2 separate regions of the Oryctolagus cuniculus genome follow, and region 2 is linked to region 1. The links are chromatin contacts, called in public Micro-C maps. All regions are on one chromosome and are shown on one strand. Each heading gives the region's core, a stretch centred on a gene start, on an enhancer-like site or on the middle of the called end of the contact. The rest is flanking DNA. Distances are from core to core; before and after follow the strand shown. Region 1 holds the start of TRMT13 (tRNA methyltransferase 13 homolog). Region 2 holds the start of SLC35A3 (solute carrier family 35 member A3).

Region 1 (5,029 bases), core at 277-2,776:
AAAAGAGTGCCATTTTAACTCATTAACAATATAAAATTTTTATATTCTTCTTGTATAGCAAGTCTTCAAAATCTATGGTGCATTTTACACTTCCAGCACATCCATCTGGATCAGGTCCATTGCAAAATGTCCCATAACCAACCACATGCGGTTAATAGCTACCACACTGGACAGCACAAAACAATATACGACTAAAATAACCTACAGATTTCCATATGCAGCAGCTGATCTTGGTATCATCTCCGATCTGGCTTGCCCAGTGGTTATGGATCTAATTCTAAGCTATAAACTAATTTCACATTACTAACAACTTAATATATCAATGCCATCTCTTTTTTTATGTTGCATTTCCACACCATTTAGTTTTTACTTACATTTTCACACTCGAACTTCATTACAACTATGTGGATGGGCGTACTGGTATATCAGTTTCACAAATGAAGAGAGTTAACACTCTGAGAAGCTGAGAGTACTAGTGGCTGAACATCCTGGGAGGAGGGGCAATTAAGCCTCCCACCCTCAAGTCAAATCTCTTTTTTGAAGCCCAAATATCATCACCGCCTTACTCCAAGTGGCAATTCTACATTTATGGCGACACAAGCCTTTTTTTCCTCCATGAGACTGTAAAACTCAAGAAAAGGCCTTTTTCCTGGCCATCCTCAGTGCCCGGTAAGGTTTCGGTATTTCCTCAATGAAATAATAAAGTTTCTAATTTTCTCACTGCTGTCGGTTGAACGTTATTTTTATGTTTAAGTAACATGTGAACAGCTCAAAGTGCACCAACAAAATTACATTTTTTTTAGCTGTACCTTAAAAATTAGCTCCCAACATATTTCCAAGGAAAATGCGGGAAAGGCTGGGAGCCAGGCCTCGGTTCTGGTGCTGGCCCTGCCATGAACTCCCTCGGGCCTACTGAATCTTTCTGGGCTGGAGCGCTTATTTGCCAAAAAGGAGTAGGGATATCATCTCCACGATTCCCAGCAGAGCGGAGATTTTTTGATATTAACCTGGTGTGAGTCGGTTTCCCATATCCCCACACCCTTGGCGTCCCCCCTGCAACGGCCAACTCGGTGCGAGAGGTAACCCCTGGGTCCCAGCTGGGTTCCCTCTGAGCGCCCCCGGGGGCCGGCGAGACACCCAGCCTCAGGCCGGTGCCCACCGGCCAGGGCCGCCATCTTTCCCCACTGGCCCGACCACAACCGTCACCCGCGGGCACTGGCTGGCGCCGACCTCACCTCTCCTCGCAGTCTTTGCATTTCACCAGCAACGGAACCAGCTGCTGGAAGAGAACTTGGCTCATATTGGACCGCAGCCCCGGCCGATGCGCGGAAAAGTCCAAGAGGCCCTGCCCTCGGTACTAGCCCGAAAGGCGTCCGGGTTCTGATTAGAGTAGTTTGAGTTTGGCGCTCCGAAGCGGCGGAGTAGGCGGGGAAAGAGAAACAGGAGAGGCGTAAGAAGTTTGGACCTCGTCAGCCACCATCAGCTTCTTCCGGTTTTGGAGCCTGGGAAGAGCTGTTTCGGAAGTTCCGGGCATTAGCCTATGTGGCGGGACGTGAGGCCACCATGTTTGTTAAGGGAAGGGGACGCGGAGGAAGCTGACAAGTTTCCCTCTCGTCACTCTATGCTCGCCACCTGAAGCGGGTCCTGGATTATGGCGGCTTCTGCGCCCACCCCGCCGGCGACTGGTTTTCCAGCGGAAGGTAGATGCGGTTACTTTGTGGAAAAGAAGAAGCGGTTCTGCAGGATGGTGGTGGCCGCCGGGAAAAGGTTCTGTGGCGAACACGCCGGAGCCGCGGAGGTCTGGTATCGCCCTACTCTCCCGAGATTCGGAAATAAGTTTCTCTGTCCCGTCGGTGCTGGAACCCCGCCCCTCCCCTCTTTGACAGGTTTCTGCTTCTGTGCCCTGGATTCTCCACCGTTTGTTTTAAATGAACGCAGTTCTCACCCTGCGGAGCAGTGATGAGCAGTGTGTTCTGTTCTTTCAGTAAATGAAAGGCTAGCCGTGGTCCGTTTACCTCGATCCTAAATCGTGCTAATGCTAGATTTTAATTTTACTCCTTGCACTCTGCACCCCTCTGCTGTCCTAATGGGAAATGATAGTTGAGAAAAAGTAGTGATGGAAGTCCCGAGAACACTGATCTAAGCATTGTTTCGTGGACAGTAGCCACTTTTCATGAATGCGGTTGAGGATCTTTAAAAATGTATTTACATTTAAAATCCTTAGAAAGCGATTTATGACTAGTTTGCTTACATGCGGAAGGGAAAAATTTTAAATGTATAAGAACTGTCCTTTTAGAATAGAAAAATGTAGAATTTTGTGTGATAATACTGTTATAATTGTGCTATGGAACAATTCTGTATCACTTTAGAAGATACACATACATATATGTGATAAGAAAGTAAGAGTAGGTGCTGAAAGAAAGAGCATAACTGATAAGATTAGAAAGAATAAACCAGATAGACCAGCATCTGGTTCATGCCTTTAATATAATTTGTGTTCCTTTCTTAGTTTATGCTTCTAGTAATATCCCGTGTCAGTCTGTCTCCTGGACCCCTTCCCCTGCTACTGTCCATCATAGCCATGACTTACTTCCTATTTTAGTTTGACTGATATTTACCTAGAGTGAAGCATACTGAAACAAGCACCTTCGTGTTTTGGAGTTTGAGAGAGCGGCTTATTGCAGGAACTCTGAAATATACCCAGATTGTATTCGTTGGTTTTGAGGGAACAGCAAACATTCCTTTGTTGAAGAATGAGATTCTTGATTGTAAGAGTTTGTTCCACCTCTGTTACAAGACTTTAGACTTCACCTTATTCAGATATCTGGAAGGCGTCTGCAGAGAGTGATAGTAATAGGACATGGATAAGTCCTTACAAGCTGGTTGGTATTCCTGGAGTGGAATGACAGCTAGTTATTAGTCCCTTAAAGAAAGACTGGAAAGACCAAATAGAAACACTTTCCAAGGCCATGCTTAGATTTTTAATTGTGGCCATCTTCCTGAATCTGTAATTTTTGATGGAACTAGGTATTGTGACTTTTATCTTTTTTTAAAAAAATCATATATATGATAATATTACTTGTACTAATTTTTTCTAGTGGTTTTCAGGGATAATTTTGTCTCAAGGTGGATACCTGGCAATGTCTAAAGACATTTTTTAGCGCTGGTGTTGTGGCGTAGTGTGTGAAGCAGCCACGTAAGACACTGGCATCCCATATGGGCACTAGTTATTCCACTTCCAATCCAGCTCCCTGCAAATGGTCTGGGAAAAGCAGGAGAAGTTGGGCCCCTGCTACCCATATGGGAGACCTGTAAGAAGCTCCTGGCTGCCACCTGGCCCAGCCCCAGCTGTAGCAGCCATCTGGGAAGTGAACCAGGGGCTGGAAGATCTCACTCTCTCCCTCTCTCTCTCTCTCTATGGCTCTGCTCCTCTCTGTATCTCTCACTTTCATATAAATAAATCTTTTTTTTTTTTTTTTGACAGGCAGAGTGGACAGTGAGAGAGTGAGAGAGAGAGAGACAGAGAGAAAGGTCTTCCTTTTTTTTTTTTTTTTTTTGCCGTTGGTTCACCCTCCAATGGCCGCCACGGCCGGCGCATCGCGCTGATCCGAAGCCAGGAGCCAGGTGCCTTTCCTGGTCTCCCATGCGGGTGCAGGGCCCAAGCACTTGGGCCATCCTCCACTGCACTCCCTGGCCATAGCAGAGAGCTGGCCTGGAAGAGGGGCAACCGGGACAGAATCCGGTGCCCTGACTGGGACTAGAACCCGGTGTGCCGGCGCTGCAAGGCGGAGGATTAGCCTATTGAGCCACAGCGCCGTCCCCATAAATATTTTTTTCAAAAACTTTATTTGAGAGGTAGAGTTACAGAGAGAGGGGAGACAGAGAAAAGTCTTCCATCTGCTGGTTTACTCCCCAAGCTGCTGCAACAGCTGGAGCTGGGCCAATCTGAAGCCAGAAGCCAGGAGCTTCTTCCGGGTCTCCCACACGGGTGCAAGGGCCCAAGCACTTGGGCCATCTTCTACTGCTTTTCCAGGTTAGAAGTAGAGAGCTGGATAGGAAGAGAAGCAGCCGGGATGTGAACTGTTGCCCATATGGGATCCTGGCATGTAGGCGGAGGCTTAGCCTACAATGCCACAGTGCCAGCCCCAAAATAAATAAATCTTTTAAAAAAAAATGACATTTTGGTTGTCACAAATGGAGGGCATTACTGGCATCTTAGGGGTAGAGGCCAGAGAAGCAGCTAAGCCTTTTACAAGGCACAGGACAACCTCTACCCCACCCAAAAAATTACCCAACCCATAATGTGTATAGTGCCAAGGTTGAGAAACTGTTTTTCACCTCAAACAAATTTTATTTTATTTTTTAAAGATTTTCTCATTTTTAGAAAGGTGAAATGATAAAGGAAAAGAGAGAGAGAGAGTGAGAGAGAGAGAGAGAGAGAGAGATCGATCGTCCATTGGCTGGATCACTTTACAAATGTTTGTAAGCCAGGCTGAAGCCAAGAGCCAGAAACTCCATCCTGGTCTCTCTCTCTTTCTCTCTTTCTTCTTCTTCTTCTTCTTCTTTTTTTTTTTTTTTTTTTTTTTTTTAAGATTTATTTATTTAGTTGAAAGAGTTACAGAGAGGTGGGGGAAAGACAGAAGGAGAGAAAAGATCTTTCTTCTACAGATTTACTCCCTAGGTAGCTGCAATGGCTGGGGCTGGGCCAGTTCGAATCCAGGAGCCAGGAGCTTCTTCTGGGTCTCTCATGTGGCTAGCAGGGCCCCAGGCAGTTGGGTCATCTTCTGCTGTTTTTTCCAGGCCATTAGCAGGGAGCAGGATCAGAAGCTAAGCAGCCGGGACTCAAACGGACGCCAGCATCACAGGCAGTGGCTTTACTGGCTATGCCACAACACTGGCCTCCATCCTAGGATCTCACATGGGTAGCAGGAACCTGGGTACTTGGACTGTCTGCTTCCTCCTGCTTGCCTTAGCAGGAAGCTGGATCAGAAACAGAGTAGCCAGTACTGAAACCAGGTCTCTGATACAG
Region 2 (5,005 bases), core at 1,938-4,437, 170 kb before region 1:
ATTTCAATCTCTCTCTCTCTCTGGCTCTGCCTTTTGAATAAACAAATAAACAATAATAATGAATATTATATATATATATGTAGAGAGAATTTCTATGCACTAGGAACTATGCTAGTTGTGAGAGATAAAAACATAAATAGGATAGCATTAACTTTAGAGAAAGTACTGTGTGAAGATCAAAGAAACCAGAATCAGAATACAATGAAGAAAAATTATGTATATATACACGGGATGCCTTGGGATGCTAGGAGACCACAAAGAAGAGGTTCAGACTCCTAGCAGGAAGGGGGCAGAAAAATGCTTTTAAGTATGGAATGATGCTATTCAAACAGAGACCTAGGAGTCAGATAGGGCCACCGATAACAAATGTAAGGAAAAGTATTCTGCACTTCATGGATGGCACAAGGAAAGGAATGGGAATAGGTACTGTACATGGTGTGCATAGGAAAACTCAGAACAACTCGTTATTTATAAAAGGCTTCGGGGATCATGCTTTTACATCACTTCATCATTTGTAGGGCTCCTACATTCAGTGCTCTATTTTCATTGTTGCTTTTGTTTACACAGATTTTTGGTCATTCTTTATTTCAGGCCCATCCAAGGTGACAAAGTATATGTTACTGTTTCACAATTATAAGGGCTTCCATTACTCACTATTTTAAAGCTTTCTGAACAAACTGAAAGGTCTTTCCTTTTTCTAAAGAATGTACTTTTAGGGACCAGCGTTGTGGAGTAGTGGGTAAAGCTGCTGCCTGAGATGCCAGCATCCAATGTGGGTGCCTGTTTGTGTTCTGGCTGCCCCACTTCCTATTCAGCTTCCCACTGGTGGCCTGGGAAAGGCAGCAGAGGATGGCCTAAGTACTTGGGCCCCTGCCACCCATGTGGGAGACCTGTATGAAACTCCTAGCTCCTGGCTTTGGCCTGGCCTAGCCCCAGCCATTGCATCTATCTGGTTAGAGAACCAGTAGATGGAGCGCTCTCTCTCTCTCTCTCTCTCTCTCTCTCTGTTTGTAACTTCCTCTCTCTATGTAATTCTTTCAAATAAATAAGTAATTTTTTAAAAAAGCAATGTATTTATAAGGTGTATTTTTCTGACTGATGCATTTTTAAGATATACCCACTTATACCCACAAGTATATACAAGCACTACTATTTTCTAAATAAGTATCTATTATAAGTATCACATTTTCTAAATAAGTATCTATTATAAGTATCACACACACACACACACACACACACGCACACACACACACAAGGATCTTAGAAAAGTACTTAGCTGTTATCACATACCAGGCACATTTTAGTTTCAAAAACAATTGTACAGGGCCAACACTCTGGCATAGGTTAAGTGGCCATCTGTGACACTGATATTCCATATGCATGCCAGATCCTGTCCTGGCTGCTCCTCTTCCACTCCAGCTAATGACCTGGGAAAAGTAGCAGAAATCAGCCCAAGTGTTTGGGCCCCTGCCACCTACATGGGAGATAAAGTTTCTGGCTCCTGGCGTTGGCCTGGCCCAGCTCTTGCAGCCATCTATGGAGTAAACCAGCACTCGCAGGATCTCTCCCTCTCATGTCTTGCCCCTCCCCTACCCACTCCAAGACTCTTTTGAATAAATAAATTAAAAAAAATACAACTGGATAAGTATTAAGTTCCAATACATATTTTACCACCCATGAGTTTTCTCAACATATTACAGAAAAATTTAAACCCAGTAATTCCATTCTAACATGGTATTTAATTTTCTTTTCTTTCCTTTTTTTTTTTTTTTTTTTTTGGTCTGTCTTGGATACAGTTTTGATCATTTTCTTTTAAAGATTCATTTATTTATTTGAAGGGCAGAGAGGCAGAGAGAGAGAGAGAGAATCTTCCATCCTCTGGTCCACTCCCCAAACGGCAGCAACTGCTGGAGCTGAGCCAATCTGAAGCCAGGAGCCAGGAGCTTCTTCCAGGTCTCCCATGTGGGTGCAGGGGCCCAAGGACCGGGGCCATCTTCTACTGCTTTCCCAGGCCACAGCAGAGAGCCAGATCAGAAGTGGAGCTGCCGGGACTCAAATCAGCGCCCATATGGGATGCCGGTGCTGCAGGCAGCAGCTTTACCCACTACGCCACAGTGCCAGCTCCACAGTTTTAATCATTTGCAATACCAATAGACCATGGGATTAATTTATAGCAGCAATGTGTTAACAGGAAAGACATTATCCTGTTCTACTATTTGAAAATCAAACTAGAATTAGAATATTAATTTCAGTCAGTCCATCACCAGATTGGTATGCAGCGGCTGGAGAATTCTCAATAAAGATATTGGAAAGTCTTCAAAAAGTAATGTTGAAGAGAAAAAGTAATGTTGGGGCAGGTATTTGGCCTAGTGAAGATGTGGCTTGGATCACCTGCATTCCAGGTCAGAGTGCCTAGGCTGGAATCCTGGCTCCACTCCCAATTCTAACTTCCTGCTAATGCACACCCTGGGAGACAGCAGGTGATGGCTCAAATACTTGGGTCCCTGCCACCCACTTTGGAGACCTGGACTGAATTCTGGGCTCCTGGCTTCTGCCTAGCCCAGCCCCAGCTGTTGCCCACAATTAGGGAATGAACCATCAGATTGAAGATCTCTCTTTTCTATCTCTCCCCTTCCCCCCTTCTCCCCTTATAAATAAATACAAAATAAGTAAATAAAAATAAATAAATGTTGTGAAAGGGGTCAACCAGAGAGGGGTCAGTCCCTTTTAACTCTGGGAGCCTCTGACTCCAGATCTGTCTGCTCTTTTTTTTTTTTTCTTGGTTAATGGCACTAGGCTCACTGGTGGCACCGCTTTGGGTTTCAGGGTGGGAGCAGCGGTCATTTCCAGATTACTGGTTCGCAGCGTGTGCCACAGCGAATCTTAGTTGCTTTCAGATCACTGCCAATTTTAGGAGCGTGTTCATTTGCTTGGGGATCCGCCTCCCCACTCACTCTCAGGGTCCTTTGCCCTAAAGGACTTTGTCCTTTCTTTAGCAACTGGTCACAAAAGCACCCTCGGCGGCGGGACAGTCCCGCAGAAGCCCGTGGCGAGAGTCACTCTGTCTGCCTTGTCCCCTCGCGGGAGAGTCCACAGGAAGCAGTGCCTCCAGCGGTCTCGCGGCGGTGAAGCCGGCACCGGGGGCCGCTAGCGGACCGGGACAGGAGCCGTCGCCTTAAGGGTCGGAGCTGGCAAGAGCGAAGCTGGGGCCGCCACAGCCGAGCCGGGAACGCCGTTTGCCCGGGCCGAGGCGGAAGCCGGAGCATTTGGAGGACGGGACCGCGGGAACCCGGAAACGCCAGGGCTGCACCAAGCTGGCAACAGCGACGGCAGCGGGAGCTGGCGGCGCTGCGGGTCAGCGGTCGCGGCGGACCCGGCCGACTCGGCAGCCTGGGTCGCCCGGCGTTGCTGAGCCGCAGCCCCCAGTGCGCGCAGCCGGAGGAGCTGCGCGGGAGGTGAGCGATGAGTGCTTCTGGCTAGGGCCGGACGCCCGGAGGCCGGCGGCTGCGGGGCGGCGCCGGCAGCTCCTGGCGGCAGCCGGGGGCGGCGTGCTGGGTGGGGGCCGGGCTTGATGAGAAGTCAGTCTGGGTGAAGCGGTCTGGGTGGGCGATCTGAAGTCCTGGCTAAACTGGGGAGGGAGCCGATGAAGTGACGCCTTGTATCCCCATCGGACGACGTGCGGAATGTGCTGGGTGGAGGAGGAAACAGGTCTTGAGGAGAGGGGTGTGTCAAGCGAATGAAAACGGCTGTGTGTGCCTCAGAGCCCGGGGCGCGCCGAGCCCAGCGGCCGGGCTGCAGGCTGGGGTCGATCCCTGCTGCAGCTCCCGGGGGGTGTGTAACCCGGTGGTGTGGACGGATCCACCCGAGGAGGACCCTGCGCTCAAGAAGCAGGGACTTCAAGAAATGGAAAGGATGCCCTTGGTGAGGCTGTTAGGAAAACGAGGGCTGTTTGAGGCCGCGTGAGATTCCCGGCAGGACAGGTGTGGGGGTAGCGATGGGGGGGGAGTGAAGAGGGAGGGTTTCACCTCCACCTTCAGGAAGGTTGGTGCACACGAGTTAAAGAATAATGTCGATGTCCTTTCGTGACTTTGTAGTAGAAGTTGAAGTGTTGTATTATGTTCTCTTAACGTCAGTGTTTGAAAATGGAATGAGAGTTAAGTCTTTTTTTTTATTCTTTGAAAGCCAACATTTCAACTGGTAGTTACAGATGAAATTTCATAGTTTCCAATTTGGTGCTCTTACTGTGGTAAACTCAGGTTGTTTTCTTGAATCCCGGGGGTGATTTCCAAATTGGTATTTGGGATCCTAACTTTCCTCCCAGGTGTTGGTTCTACTTCAGCATCTCAGATTCTGTTCTTTCCTTTTTCATCCTCAGGACCTTTGTGCTAAATAGGCTCTTCTTTCCTCTTATTTGGACTATAGCAGTAGCCTCCAAACTGAACTTGCTACCCTCAGCTTGTCCCACTTCTAGTCACCCCCCCATACTATTTTTTAAATTACAATTTATTTATGCATTCATTCAGTTTTTATTTAATTATGAGAGAGAGCATGAGTGAGCCAGAATGCTAGCATCTGCTGGTTCACTTCCCAAATGCCCTCAACAGCCAGGGTTGGGCCAGGCTAAAGACCACAGTCAGTAAATGAGTCCTGGTCTTCCACGTGGGTGGCGGGTGGGGGCATCACCTACTGCTTCCCAGGATCCACATGAGGAATCCAGAGTGGAGTGGGGAGAGGGCAGCACTGTGGTGTAGTGGGTAAAGCCACTGCCTGCAGTGCCTACATCCCATGCAGGCGCGGTTTGAGTTTGCTCCACTTCTGTTCCGGCTCTCTGCTAATGATTGCCGGAAAGCAGTAGAAGATGGCTCAAGTCCTTGGGCCCCTGCACCTGCGGGGGGACCGGGAAGGAGCTCCTGGCTCCTGGCTTCGGATTGACTGAGCTCTGGCCGTTGTGGCCATTTGGGGAGTGAACCAGTGGATGGAAGACCTCTCTTTCTCTGTAACTCTG

The links. Hi-C and Micro-C count contacts between places; a contact is called where the count stands out from the background.
Region 2: a Micro-C map of ear pinna shows a contact between it and region 1, with 5 times the contacts expected there. The contact joins the promoter of SLC35A3 here to the promoter of TRMT13 in region 1. A contact is called at or near these places in 2 of 6 Hi-C or Micro-C datasets (ear pinna and psoas muscle).

What each region holds. Positions count from the first base shown.
Region 1 is chr7:70,184,679-70,189,707 of mOryCun1.1, reverse strand. TRMT13 (tRNA methyltransferase 13 homolog) reads left to right here and starts at 1,526. Exons shown (of 11, transcript XR_011390552.1): 1 at 1,526-1,798. It overlaps SASS6 (SAS-6 centriolar assembly protein), which reads right to left and starts at 1,481. Exons shown (of 17, transcript XM_002715837.5): 1 at 1,236-1,481. The coding sequence starts at 1,300.
Region 2 is chr7:70,358,496-70,363,500 of mOryCun1.1, reverse strand. It overlaps SLC35A3 (solute carrier family 35 member A3), which reads left to right and starts at 3,187. Exons shown (of 8, transcript XM_008264828.4): 1 at 3,187-3,455.